3 separate regions of the Sus scrofa genome follow, and all the other regions are linked to region 3. A link is a contact called in public Hi-C and HiChIP or PLAC-seq data. All regions are on one chromosome and are shown on one strand. Each heading gives the region's core, a stretch centred on a gene start, on an enhancer-like site or on the middle of the called end of the contact. The rest is flanking DNA. Distances are from core to core; before and after follow the strand shown.

Region 1 (4,430 bases), core at 1,252-3,751, 260 kb after region 3:
CGGGGCGCGAGGGTGGCGCGGGCCGCGCCTCTCCTCCAGACTCCTGCCCTCCACCCCCGGATCCCCTCCGCCCATAGATCTCCTTCCCTGGCATTCTGCACCCAGGCCGGGTTCTTTGGGGTTAAAAATCGGGGTGTGGGCGTGTGTGTGGGGGGTACTTTCTGGAGGAATCAGCCTCAGGAGGAACCGAGTCAGAAGACCAGGCTGGGCTGGGAATACCCAGGTGGGGATCCACCGGCTCTATCCGCACAGACAGCCGCCGGCAGAGGCCCCGCCCTCTCTGGAACGCGGCTTCCCCCTCGGAGACACTCTGTGGAATGGGCTAGGGCCTTCCGCTGCCTTAAATCTTCACCTTGGGCTAGTTATTCAGCTTCTCTGTGCCTCCGTTTCCTTGGATGTATAATGCGGGAATTAATACCTTCACTTCAAAGAAGTGTGAGGTTTGGAGGACATAATTCCGGTGTAGAGTTTAGAAGAGTGCAGGGCACGAAGGAAAGCTCACCTGTGTAAGAGCCCTAATTTCCAGGCCTGGAACAGACGGAGGGCTCAAGACCCAAAGTAATTGTTTTTCCTACAAAAGGGCCCTTTCATATCTTTCTGAAATTCTGAAAGCCCTGAGCTTTGACCTGCGGAGTCTTGACTTCAGTTCTTGGGTCTCAGAGCCCTAAATTTCTCCCTGTGCCTTCCTGAGGTCTGGCCTATTCCAGGGCATAGGAATCCCTGGAGGATGCCAGGCGGAAGGTGGCAAAAGTTCAGGGTGTGGGCTGTGCCCGCATTCTGGCCTCAGCTTCCCCACTGGACAGGGCAGTGGGCTCGGTAGGCTCGGCAAACCCCATTGGAAGCGAGACCAGGGGCAGTTGCCTGAGATGTCTGTAGCCAATGGGAAGGATTCTTCTACCTGCCAGCCCTGAGCCTGGCATGCTGTGAGCTCTGTCTTGGCAGCCACAGTTATTATTTTTAATTTCATCTCAGGGTATCGCCAAATGCCCTTCAAGCCCAGACATTAGGAAGTTCTGCCCTCTCACATCAGAACCCCCTGCCTCCCCCGCCCCCTCATCTAATCCTCTCACATGATGCTTGGGGGTGGAGAGAAGGGGGAGCCCTGGCCTCCCTCAGCTTCAAGGACAGACACACACACCTCCAGAATTAGCCTCTATTCTCCCTTATCTCCCACACTAGCTCAGGTCAGACAGATGGGGGTGGAGGTGACATTTCTCACCTCAGGGTCGCAGCCAGGAGCCCTAGGAGAGACGTTAGTCAGAAAATCCGGTGGGAGTGGATGGAATCCAGGGGCCCAAAGAGCAGCTGAGGGAGGGGGAGGGAAAATCCTGATCCATGACTCTGCTGCCAGTGTGACCTCTAAGCCTCAGTTTACCCCCGTCCTTCCTGTATAATGGCTATATTGTACCCAGCCACGCAAGCCTCTCAGAATCCAACCCCACCTTCTGGAATTCCGCCCTGGGTTCCAGAATGCCCTTTACAAACCCCAGATATGTCCCACCTTCGTGGGGCAATGGGGGGGCTCCGCTCCCGCCAGGGGGCGCCCTGGGGCGGAGCTCCCTCCTCTGGTTAGGCAGGTTTGACGCCCCGGTTAATGACATGTTGGGGATCACGCAGGGGCACAGAGGAGATTGGAGACCTGCCCTGTTCCCTACCACCCCCCCAGTCCCCACCCCCTCGGCTCCCACCCCAGAGCCAGAAAGTGGGGGGAACACCAGGAACACAGCCTCCAGAATGTGTTTGCTCTGCTTCATTTCAGGAACCAGGGTTCCACCCTTCCCACCCCATCCCTAATTCTGCTCGGGGACCTTGAAGACTGGGTAGAGACGGCAACTGACAGGTGGCAGGGATGGCCGCCCATTCCAGAGCTCCAGCAGTCTGAACCTCCCATTTCTGCCCAAGAGCTCCGATACCCCACTTCTACTTAAGGACTCAGGCTTCTGAGAGCCCTCAGTTGGAACGTCTCCCCTGGAATAAGGCGTCCAAACCCTCCATTCTAAGAACTCAGGCATCCAAGCCCCTTTGCCTTCTGCCCAGTAAATCAGGCATTTGAGTTCTATCCTTCTAAAGTCCCTGGTATCTGCGCACCCCTAATTCCGCCCTGGGACCCGGGGTCCGAGTTTCCTCCCAATCCTCCCAGGGACGCGAGTGTCGGGCTCCTCCAGAGCTGCTGAAGCCCAATGGGGTGTAACTCACGGATCCGGGGCAGATCTTGGCACTGGGGGGCTTCCTCCGGCTCCGGCTCCGGCTGTGGGGAGCGGAGGACGGGGCGGGGCAGGCGCCGGGAACAGGTTAGACGACGTGACTCCGACGGGAGGGAGGCGGGTCCCGGAGGGGATGGGGAGAGGGAGTCGCCTTGAGCACCTTGGGACTTGTAGTCCCAGAGGGGGAGGACGTAGACGGGGACGTTCCTTTTTGGATTCACCCAAAGTCCATTTCACAGGCGGGAAGGGGGAGGTCCAAAGGCCGAGGGCCACCAGGTTATGTAGATAGAGTCCAGACTCCTACCTCGCTGTGGCTGCAGGAGATGGACACTTGAGTTTCTGCCTCACTCCTCCAGGCTGTTTCCTGCTTGAATGAAGTTTCGGATGCCACCAAGGAGGCAGAAGGCTATAGAGGCTGGTGGAGACTCACATACCACACCCCAAGGCGAGAATAGGGCCTCGTTAAAATCCCTATCCCCTCGGGTCCTGAGCGTCAATCTCCCCGTCGGTAAAAAGAGTGGTTTGGATCTTTACTGAATTTCCTAGCAACAGAGCCCAAAGTCGGAGGCTGGGACTACAATTCCCAGCAGCTTCCGCGACCAACACCGGGCGCCTACAGCCTCGCGTCCTCTGGGAACTGTAGTTCAGGAGCCCACTGGGGCGGCGTCCCGGTGTCTCGCCCACGCGAGAGAACTGTCTGGCAATCCCCCGAGAAGGCAGCGCGGCTTCTTCTTTCCCCTACTCTCCTTTCGCTCTGGGAAGCCGCTGGCACCCTAACAAGGTGGGCGCCCCAATTCTAAACAGGATCCGAAATCTCGGCAGAGGGGGTGGGAATCAGCTCTGACACACCGGTCAGGAATGCTGTCGGGTCACCGTATCTAGCCATGGTCCCACGGCTCCGCCCATCGTCCCAGGCGCTGCGGTTCCTGTGATAAGGAGTGTGGACGCGTCCCCCAAATCTGAGTCCACGTGCCGCTGTTTACACGCGCCCCGGGGCCAGGAAGGGGCGCTGGTCAGGACACGTACTCCCTCTCCCTTCCTCAAAGCCTTTGGGAATGTCTCTCACACACGAGACTAAACCCTCGAGGGCATCTGCCTGTCTCTTTTGGTCCACAACCCCACCCCTTAGTCGCACCGCCCCACGCGTGTCCAGCTTTGGAGTCCGGAGGCTCTGCCCCGGGACCCACAGGCTCCTCCCCCTACGTTTCCCGCTCCCTCCGAGCCCAGAAGCTCCGCCCCTGTCTGGTACCTAAAGCCCATGGGAGGAATTACCGCATTACACCATTTCCCCCTATCTCCCATTCAAGTTCTGAACTTCCGAGGTATCTGGGCTTTCCTCGAAGGAATTGTAACTCTGAGGACAGAGTCCTGCCGACCTAGACGCTTACCTGTCTCTTCAGAATTTCAGACCAATCGATCTTCCTGTCTCTTTAAGAGTTAGGGCTTCTCAATGTGGCTGCCCCTTTAAGACGACGTTAGAGCAATTCATGGCTGAGAGACTAGGAGGACGCCCTCCGGGACCTGGCAATGCTCTAACTCCCGTCCAACAGCGAATCAGCTGTTTTTGGAGCGGAATTTCGGTAAAAGACGTTTTCTCGCTTGTCTGCTATGCACAAGTGGAAATTTCCCGCAGTTTTGCTTATAGAGCGAGAAGGGCTCCGAGCGACACCTCCCGCGTTCCTGTGCCACATGGACGCTCCCAGATAAGGTCCCACCCCCCTCGGTTCCACGTGGTCGGCGGCGGGGCCTGAGTGACTCTGGATGCTAGGTCTACGTGAGGCGTGGGTTCCGGGATGGCGGCGGTCCCGTCCAGTGGTGAGTTGCTTCTTGGCGGGCCGAGAGGTCAGAGTTGGCTGGCGGGAGGAAAAAGGGGCGCCCTTGAGTCTTCGGACGGAAAAAGGGACATCCTCGGAGACAGGACCTGCGGAGAATATACCCCTCAGGGGATGGTGGGCGCGGGGAAATTTAGATAAAGGGAGGGTATCTTTGCGGGGGTGGGGGGAATAATACCGGTGGCGAGAACTAGGGTTAGGTCGGTGGAAATAGGGGAACCTCTGAGGTGAGCGGATTGGGGAGCTCAAGAAGTTGAAAATGATTGACCCATAGGCGCCCTGGAATTTGGGACCGACAGTTGCGTGTCAACACACCCCCTCCCCCCGTTTCCCCTTATGCAGATGCTGCTCGGTTTTCTTGTCCCCCCAATTTTATTGCGACGCCCCTAGCCTC
Region 2 (4,494 bases), core at 1,260-3,759, 310 kb after region 3:
GTGTGTATTTGAGTGAGACTCTGTGTATGAGTGTGTGTGTGTGGGTGTGGGTGTGTGTGTGTCTCCAGAGCCAATTTTTCCCTTCGGCACAAAGGGCATGGTACTAGGGCCCATCACAATGTTAAGGGTCCATGAAAATGTTTATTTTATTTATTTATTTATTTTTATTTTATTTTTTGGCTGAATCTGTGGCATATGGAAGTTCCCAGGCCAATGAGTGAATTCCAGCCACAGCTGTGAACCACGCCACAGCAAGAACTCCTAATCTCTTAAAATCAAAGAAAAACTGAACTTCTGGGTCAAATAAAATGTTAGACTATAGGATATTTTTTAATACCAACAAAGTGATGAAAAGTAATTTTAAAGATGTCTTTATGGAGAAAGAGGCCCACAAAGGCAAGAGTGCCCAGGACCCACGAAAGCTATAATGTGATCCTATGTAGCTCTGTGTCAGGTGACATGTTAGAAGGTCTACATCTGCAAAGGTCAGGGTGGCTTTGCTTTAAAAACCAAACAAACCTCTACGATGTGCCAGGCACGTCCCAGGAGCGTTACTTCACATAATGCTTCACCAACTCCATGAGTTGGGCACTATGCCCGCTCTCCTTTCCCAGACAAGGAAACTGAATCTCCAGACAGGACTAGCTCAAGTTCACCCAACTACTAAGTGGTGGGGCCAGCACATAAGGCCAGGCCACCTAGATTCTGGGTCTGCCTGTTTGGCGGGGGCGGTGAATGCCCAGTGTCCGTATGAATGTGACCATCTGCATGTGAATGTATTGACATATGTAACTGATTTTACTTATTTATGTATTTAGTCTTTTTAGGGCCACATACGCAGCATATGGAAGTTCCCAGGCTAGGGGTCGAGTCAGAGAATAGGAGCAGAGCTGCCAGCTTATGCCACAGTCATGGCAACATGGAATCTGAGCAGTGTCTGTGACCTACACCACAGCTCAGGGCAACTCGGGATCCTTAACCTGCTGAGCAAGGCCAAGGATCGAACCTGCATCCTCATGGATACTAGTTGGGTTCATAACCCACTGAGCCACAACAGGAACTCTCATAACTTACTAAACAATAATTAAAAGCATGGGCTCTTAAGCCCCATAGGCTACATTTTTATCCCAGCTCCACCACTAATTTGCTGTGTGACTCTAGGCAAGTGACTTCACCTCTCTGGGTCTCCGTTTCCTTGCCTGAAAAATGATAGTTCCTACTTCAGAGTAGTGTTGTGAGAATTAAATAAGTTAATATGAGTGCTCGGAAGAACTAACTCTTGTAATTGTGTATGAAGAGCACCCATGTGCATCTGTAGTGAGGATAGTGTCACATGTGTTGGGAACCACATGAAGGTGTGTGTGTGCGTGTGTGTGTGGAATCTGTTTCTCCATGTGGCCGTGTGTGTGTTGCTGCCTGGAGGTGAATGTCTGAATGCCTGGGTGTGACCCTGTGAGTACGTGCTGGCTGCTGTGGGGATGCAGGGGCCACCTGGGCCAGGGTGTGAAGGCCTCCGGGCGGCCAGGGTAGGTACTGGTGTGTCTCCCTTATTCCGTGGGAGAGGAGATGAGGGGCTTGGATGGCACAGGAACGAGGGGTCACTCCCTGTCTGATGCTGGGGCCGAGTCACTGCCTGCTGGTGGTTGCTGTGTCATCTCCTCGTCCCTGTCCCTACTCCCAGACTGGTGACAGACAGAGGGGGCGTGGAGGAACAAGGTGTTTGAGGCTGGGCTTTTGTCTGGAAAACTCAACCTCCCTGTGCTGCCCCCATGCCCCTTTGGCCTTCCGCAGCCCCCTCCCCCCTCCCCACTACTGGGACAGGGAATCGAAACGTCCTAGGAGTCAGGAACCACCCAAGCCCTCTTGCTCCGCTTCAGACCTGCTATGTGATGATGAGGCAGGTCCTCCCCATCTCTGGGCCTGTGGGAATTCCACAGTTTTAAAGTGCTTCTCCCTCTGTGCCCTGAGAGGGGAGTGCCAGGAACCCAGGTTTATGAAGCAGCTGGTGAGATCTGTACAGGCGGGTGCCTAAGAGATGGAGGCTGTGGTGTCTGAAATACCCTAATTAGACTCTTGAACCCATTTCCAAACTGGGTGGCCAGGTAAGCAATTTGCCCCTCTAAGCCTGCGTTATAACAGTGTACACTGTGAGCGGACAGGGGTAGGTTTGCAAGACTTGTAACTTCTATCAGTAGAAGCTGTTACTCAAACAATCCCAACACCCAGGCTTTTTTCAGGGCGTTTCACTGAACCAGGCAGTTCTCAGAACTCAGAAAGAGAATAGGAATTCTGGGTTTGCATTTCTTGCGATGGGATCTTGGGCAAGCTGCAACTTCTCTATCATTTTCTCTTTTATAAAATGAGGATTTTCTTCTCTTACCCATGCAAAGCTGTTTTAAGAACTGTAAATATTGTATTGAAAGGCTTAATACAGAGCTGGTTTGGTAATTCATGGCACCTATTAGCATCATGACTACTATTATTTATTATGCCCCCCCATTCTTTCTGATTGCAGACAGGATTATAAAGCAGAAAGGAGAGATTAATCACACCATCAGCAGCAGGGACACTTCGCCCTGAGTTTCATTACCCATCCCCTCCAAACTCGCGTATCTCCCAAATGCTGAACCTTGGCGGGGCGGGACTGGCGGCAGGGTCCAAGACACACATCCTTTGCCCCCCACTCTGGGAAAAGTGAAGCTGAAGCTCCGAAAGGAAATCCATTTTTCAAGCGCGAACAACCAGTCGGGGCACAAGCTGGTAGGAGCCTCGGGACTCCACTCCCACCTCCACTTTCACCTGGAGCATCACAGCTCCTCCCTCTCAGCTCTGGACTCAGTTTCTCCGCCTATGTGACCACACGACACTAGCCTGGGTCTCCCTTTAAAGAGCCGACCTTCCTCCCGAGAGAGGGCGCCGCACCACCACAAGTGGGAGCGGCAGCCAGAAGTGAAAGGGGACCTCCGCCCCCCAGCTGGGGTCTGGGGTCTTCTCCGCCGGGGTCCTACCCAGGACCAGCTTAATAGCCTATTAATACCAGCCCCCAGGGCGGCGCCGCACTGCGCAGGCGCGGGCGGGTTCCGCAGGCGCGCGAGGCGAGCGCGAGCTAGCGAGGGATTCCCTCTGACGTAATTGCTAGGATACCAAACAAACACTCAGCCTCTCGCGCCGAGCTCCTTATATGGCTAATTGCGTCACAGGAACTTTGGGGAGACCAGGCCGGGATCCCCTCCCGCCGAGTGCTCCAGAACGCAGCCCCCAAGACCCCCAGGGCAACAAGGGTGATACAGGTGATCAGATCGAAGTTAGGGCAGACCTCTTACCGGTCGGTGCGGGGCTCGGCTCCCAGGGCCGGAGATATTGAGAAGTTTGTGAAGTGCCGGACAGGTGACGTAAGCAGAGGGCCGGGCCCCGGGCATATAAATACAGGCTGCTCTGGGCTTCATTCATAAGACTGAGAGCTACGGCCAAGGCAGGGACACACGGAGCTGGGACTTGATTGTTGTGGTTCTTCTTCTTGGGGGCTGTGAAATTCGCTTTATTATTTTTTTTCCGGAAAGTTTTTGGACGGCTTCTTCTAGATAATTCTACATTTTCTTTTGGAGGATCTACTTACTTTTTTTCGTCTTCTTTATTACTCCCTTCCCCCTTGTGGGACCCGCCGGACGCGTGGAGGGGACCACTCCCGAAGCAGATTCTGTACAGCAGGACTGAGCTTTCCACCCCTGGGGGAGCGATCCCCCATCGCCCCTTGGTCCTACGGAGCCGGGACTTTCAGGAGGCACAGCGGCATCTTGTGGGGGCCTGGGCACCGCAAAGGAATTACACAGAAACTTTGCCATTGTTGGAGCGGGACGCTGCTCTCACCTCGAGTTTCCCCGGACAGCGCACTTGGGGGACGCGCTCGGCTCACCCCGGACTCGCACCTTTCTTCCCCCACCCGGCCATAGCCTTGGCTTCCCGGCGACCTCAGCGTGGTCACAGGGGCCCCCCTGTGCCCAGGGAAATGTTTCAAGCTTTCCCCGGAGACTACGACTCCGGCTCCCGGTGCAGCTCTTCACCCTCCGCCGAGTCTCAGTATCTGTCTTCGGTGGACTCCTTCGGCAGTCCACCCACCGCCGCCGCCTCTCAGGTAAGTTCTGGAGGGCTGAGGTGCTGCTTTGTGGTTTACAAATTTTTTGAAGTCAAGGGTGGAGGGGGCAATCAATTCCCTTTCCCCAGATAAGGACGCGTCAAAACCTAAGATCGGAGAGGGAATAGCTTCGCGGAGCACTCTGCAAACTGCAGAGTCCGGACTTGCAATTGGTTGTGTGCGTGGAGCGTAGGAAGGGAATACAGAGGGGTAAGCTTTGGGGGTGGGGAGAGTGCAATGTTCAGTGCAACGTGTTTGCGGTAGCAGGGCTGAGAACTTTTAGCCGGCTTCGGGGCTGCCCCCCACTCCATCACCAACCTGAAGCTAGCGCGGTCAGGCAGGTGGGGGAAATCCCGGAGAAG
Region 3 (4,447 bases), core at 1,868-4,367:
CAGGCCGTGCCCGAGAGAGGAGAGGAGCCAGGATTTGTTCTCTCAGCAGATCCCTATTGCCAGGCACTGGGGGTGAGGCTGTGGTGAAAGCTGTGACAGGCCCTGCTCTCGTGGACTTCATGAACGGTGCCCGGGCAGAGGGCACGGGCCGAGGGGTGGCAGGGGTTTTAGGAGGGAAGCCAGGAGTTGGGTTACGGCCACGTAAGGGGAGATGCGGTGGACAGGCCTCTGCTCCCGGCCTCCCTCCTTCTGAGGCCCTACGCTCCCCGTCATGGCTCCCCACTCTTCTTCTTCCCCCAACAGCCAGGATAATGCAGACGCCGCTGGCCATCCCCGTGCCTGTGCTCCGGCTCCCCCGGGGCCCGGATGGCCTGAGCCGAGGCTTTGCCCCCGACGCTCGCAGGGGCCTCCTGAAACCACAGGTTCCTGAAACTCCGGAGTCTCCTGTAGTTCAAGAATCTCAGGAATCCCAGGAACAGCAGGCCCGAGCCGCCCTGCGGGAGCGCTACCTCCGCAGCCTGCTGGCCATGGTGGGTCGCCAGGTGAGCTTCACGCTGCACGAGGGCGTGCAGGTGACTGCCCACTTCGGAGCTACGGACCTGGACGTGGCCAACTTCTATGTGTCGCAGCTGCAGACCCCGATCGGTGTACAGGCTGAGGCGCTGCTCCGGTGTAGTGACATTATCGCATACGCCTTCAAGCTGTGAAGTTGGTATCGTCTCATCTTTCTGCCTGGGGTGTAGCTGCCGTCTCCCTGGCCTCCATTTGCTCACGAGCTGGGACCTTTGGGCCATAGAGTTCTGAATTCTCTTGGAATTTTGAGCCAAGCTCCAAGCAGCCCTGGCTTCTTAAGACCTCCAGGGTGTAGTCAGTAAAATTCTGCATCCCAGGAGTCTTAGATCCTGTTGGAAGGAATGCTCTACCTCACAGAACTCTAAAGGCTGCAGGTATATGGGCCTGTCACCCGTTCCTGAAGACTTGGGGCGGCGGGGGTGAGGGAGTAAAGGAAGGCAGATTGCCTCGTGGGAAATGTCTGTTGAAGAGGCTGCACAGTTCAACCCCCTTGGACATACCCCCCAGTACTACCCTCCCACCAAAGAGCCAATTATCCCAGGAAAATATGCCTCTGGTTTTCTTTTGTTTGTTGTTATTGTTGTTTTTTAATGTAACCTGCAGGGACGAAGCCAGATTTGGGGAGTGGAAGGGTGGTTATCCAGGAGCTGAGCCCAGTGGAGCTGGGCCAGGACGGGGAGGGCGCATCAAGGGAATGGGAGGATTGGACTCTCCTAGTCTCTGGGAATGGCTAGAGAGAACCAGATGCCCGGTTTGGGAGATTTGGATTTGATTTCTCTTTCAGGTAGGTGGGGATGGACAGGGGTAAGGCTCACATTGAGTCACATGGTCACTCACAAGCACTCCTCCTATTGCCTGGCTTCTGGGTAGGCCCATTCTCTTCCCAGTCCCTGCGGACTGGTCGGACCGTGTGTGGTGGCGCCACTGAGGAAAAGCAGAGGGGTTATGGGTTAGGGTGAAACTTCGCCCCCTCTTCATTTTGCCCCAGCTGTGTGGCATGGCAGGCCTCATCACTTGCTTAGCTTAGCCCCGTTACTTAGTAGTCTTCCAGCAGGTTTATTTATTTATTTTGTCTTTTTGCCTTTTCTAGGGCTCTTCCACGGCATATGGAGGTTCCCAGGTTAGGGGTCTAATCGGAGCTGTAGCTGCTGGCCTACGCCAGAGCCACAGCCACGCAGGATCCAAGCCGTGTCTGCGACCCACACCACCGCTCATGGCAAGGCCAGATCCTTAACCCACTGAGCGAGGCCAGGGATCACACCCGCAACCTCTTGGATACTAGTCGGATTCGTTAGCCACTGAGCCACGATGGGAACTCCTCAGCAGATTTACTTTAAAAAAGTAATTTCTACCCTCTTTATAGTCACATCAATTTAAACATGTAAGTGAAGGGATTCGCTGGTAACTCAATGGGCTGAGGGTCCCGGTTGTCGCTGCAGCGGCTCGGGTGTGGTATGGGATGGATTCCTGGCCCAGAACTTTAGGCGTGGCCAAAAGGAAAAAATGTAAGGGAAGGTTCCATTAAATATAGAGGAGATTCGCTTTGTCTGTCTTCAGTGGTGAAGCTGAATGGAGCACGTGGAGAACTTAAACTCCCATTTGTCCATTCACAACGCTACCTCTGGCGATTCCTGGGCCAGGGTTTCAAGTTGCCTTGGCAACGAGTCGCTTGCTCCTCCTCTTGTCCCCTTTTTTGGTTTTAGCCCCGCCCACCCACCCCTCCCCGCGGCTGGAAAGGCTGGCAGAGCATGACGAAAGTGCGAGAGCGAATATTAAGCGCCTGGATGAGCACTTGTGTGGGGGTGGCTTGAGTTCGTGCTAGTTTGCTACTGGCTCAGTAATCTACCTGGTCCATCGCCTGGTAGTTTGGGTGGCAGATTCGCCCCTTGCTTTTGGCATTTCTTCTTTGGTCTAGTTTTTAAAAAAATTAAATCAGAGCTGTAATATTTTAGTGTGGCTCATATTTTAGTTTTTAAATTTATTTTTTTCTTATTTTGGCCGCACCCGCACAGGCATGTGGAATTCCCTGGGCCAGGGATCGAGCCAGTGCCACAGCAGTGACCCAAGCCGCTGCAGTGACAACTCGGGATCTTTAACCCGCTAAGCCACAAGGAAACGCTTAGTTTTTAAATTTAAATTGTATTTTATACAACGCTATCCAAATACAGAGTTATTATTGAAACTGTAGTCTGCAAACAGAAGGCTAGAGACTAGCAAGTGGCGACGGGCTTGTCCCCAGGCAGAGGATCTTTCTGTCAGCATCCACAACCTGTACTCATATATTAACACAGTTCCTATCGCCTTTCCTTTCAAGTTCTCCACCCCTTCTCTCCTTATCGGTTGGCCCAGCCCCACCAAGCAGATGGCTTTTCTTTCTATCTACTCCGTTCCCTTCTCGGTTGCCTGAGCTCGTGACGAGAGAGGCCCGCGGGGGGCGGGAGGGGGCGGCTCGGGTTCGCGCTTGCGCGCTGCTCTGGGAGACGGCGTCCACCTCGCCCCGCCCCCCCGCTCTGCAGTTCCGGCTCTGCAGATTCACCGCTCACGCTTCTTTTTCCTGTGGCCCTTTCTGCCTTTTGTTTGCCCTTTAAACAACCCACTAGACAGCTCTACCTGAAAACAGCTTGAAGTGATTTTCTGCTTTTCTGAATACGAGACGGGTTCACAGGCCCTTAACGAAAGTGCGGCTGCGAACGAGCAGGCGCGCACGGGGCTCGGGGGAGGTGCGCCGGAGCTGCCGGCGGCGACGACTACGACGACCAGGAGAGCGGACGGAGGCGGCGCCTGAAGCAGTGGCGGAGCCCATGCCCCGGGACGGCGGGAGGGTCCGGAGAGACAAGTCCGGGGCCCGGGGCATGTCCCCGGGGCCCCCGTGAGGAGGTGGCGGCGATGGAGATCCCGCCGCAAGAGGCGCCGCCCGGGCCGGGCGCGGACGGCGAAACCGAGGAGGCCCCCGCCGAGGCCCGGTCTCCCAGCCCCGCGTCGCCCCCGGCCGACGGGCGCCTCAAGGCTGCGGCCAAACGCGTCACATTCCCCTCCGACGAAGATATCGTGTCCGGAGCTGTGGAACCCAAAGACCCCTGGAGACACGGTAGCTAGGGCTGGGGCGCGGGGGCGGGCTGGTGGGGGACCTGGGTGTCGGTGCAGCGCCCAGCACAGAGGTGGAGCTCAATAAGTTGCACCTAATGACGGTTTAAGGAGAGAGTTGTCAGTTTAGAGCTGGAGGGTGTTAGAGAGGAGGTGGCTCTTGGGTTGGGAAGGTGAGAAGTAGCTGGTTTATACCTGTTCCCCACGTCCCCACTCCAAGGGACGCTGAAGGCGATCGTTTTAGGAATTAAAACTGTGAGCAAGGGAAGAAAGTTTGGTGGCATGGAAAATTAGGAGGGCTTTGAGTTCGTAGTTCCCTCGAAGGAGGATAGAGCAGCTAGAGGAGGGAGAGTGGGTCAACATGGGCGTTGAAGGAGTTTGATGGGCCCATGGGGATGGAAAGAGGTTAAATCGCTGGCCTGCAAGCCTCAGGGCAAGGGGTGGTCTTGTTGCTCCCTTCCTTGGGTGAAAGGAGGAAGAGGAATAAACCTGGCCTATGGTTGTAGAGGAGTTAGTAAATCTGGGGGTTGAGAAGAGGGAATCAAGGTAAATAAGCTTCCTGAGAAGTAAATAAAGGAGCTGAGTTGCTGGTCAATTTGGGGTGGGAGGTGGGTGAGAGATAGTCAGAGGAGGTGTTTTGGATCTTGGCATTAGGAAGAAAAAGTTACTGCCTGCCTCCTCTTCCTCTCCCAAAAAAGGGAAGCAGAACATTGTCAGTCATTCAGGAACTGAGAAACTTTGGAGCCTGGCTCTAGAAGGATCTTTTTTTTTTTTTTTTTTTTTTTCCTTT

Evidence for each region. A called contact is a pair of places that touch in the nucleus more often than the background predicts. HiChIP or PLAC-seq counts read pairs in DNA pulled down with a chosen protein or histone mark.
Region 1: an H3K27ac HiChIP or PLAC-seq map of alveolar macrophages shows a contact between it and region 3. The contact joins the promoter of PPP1R13L here to the promoter of PPP1R37 in region 3. A contact is called at or near these places in 1 of 47 Hi-C or Micro-C datasets (heart right ventricle) and 1 of 2 datasets of contacts at active chromatin or transcription factors (alveolar macrophages).
Region 2: a contact with region 3 is called in a Hi-C map of heart right ventricle, with 2.2 times the contacts expected there. The contact joins the promoter of FOSB here to the promoter of PPP1R37 in region 3. A contact is called at or near these places in 1 of 47 Hi-C or Micro-C datasets (heart right ventricle) and 1 of 2 datasets of contacts at active chromatin or transcription factors (alveolar macrophages).

Annotation. Positions count from the first base shown.
Region 1 is chr6:51,777,401-51,781,830 of Sscrofa11.1, forward strand. It overlaps PPP1R13L (relA-associated inhibitor), which reads right to left and starts at 2,502. Exons shown (of 15, transcript XM_021094555.1): 1 at 2,197-2,502. CD3EAP (DNA-directed RNA polymerase I subunit RPA34) reads left to right here and starts at 3,309. Exons shown (of 3, transcript XM_013991968.2): 1 at 3,309-4,019; 2 at 4,379-4,430. The coding sequence starts at 3,998.
Region 2 is chr6:51,834,271-51,838,764 of Sscrofa11.1, forward strand. FOSB (protein fosB) reads left to right here and starts at 2,510. Exons shown (of 5, transcript XM_021094557.1): 1 at 2,510-4,132. The coding sequence starts at 4,007.
Region 3 is chr6:51,519,841-51,524,287 of Sscrofa11.1, forward strand. PPP1R37 (protein phosphatase 1 regulatory subunit 37) reads left to right here and starts at 3,118. Exons shown (of 14, transcript XM_021094533.1): 1 at 3,118-3,661. The coding sequence starts at 3,460. It overlaps GEMIN7 (gem-associated protein 7), which reads left to right. Exons shown (of 5, transcript XR_002344688.1): 5 at 304-1,139.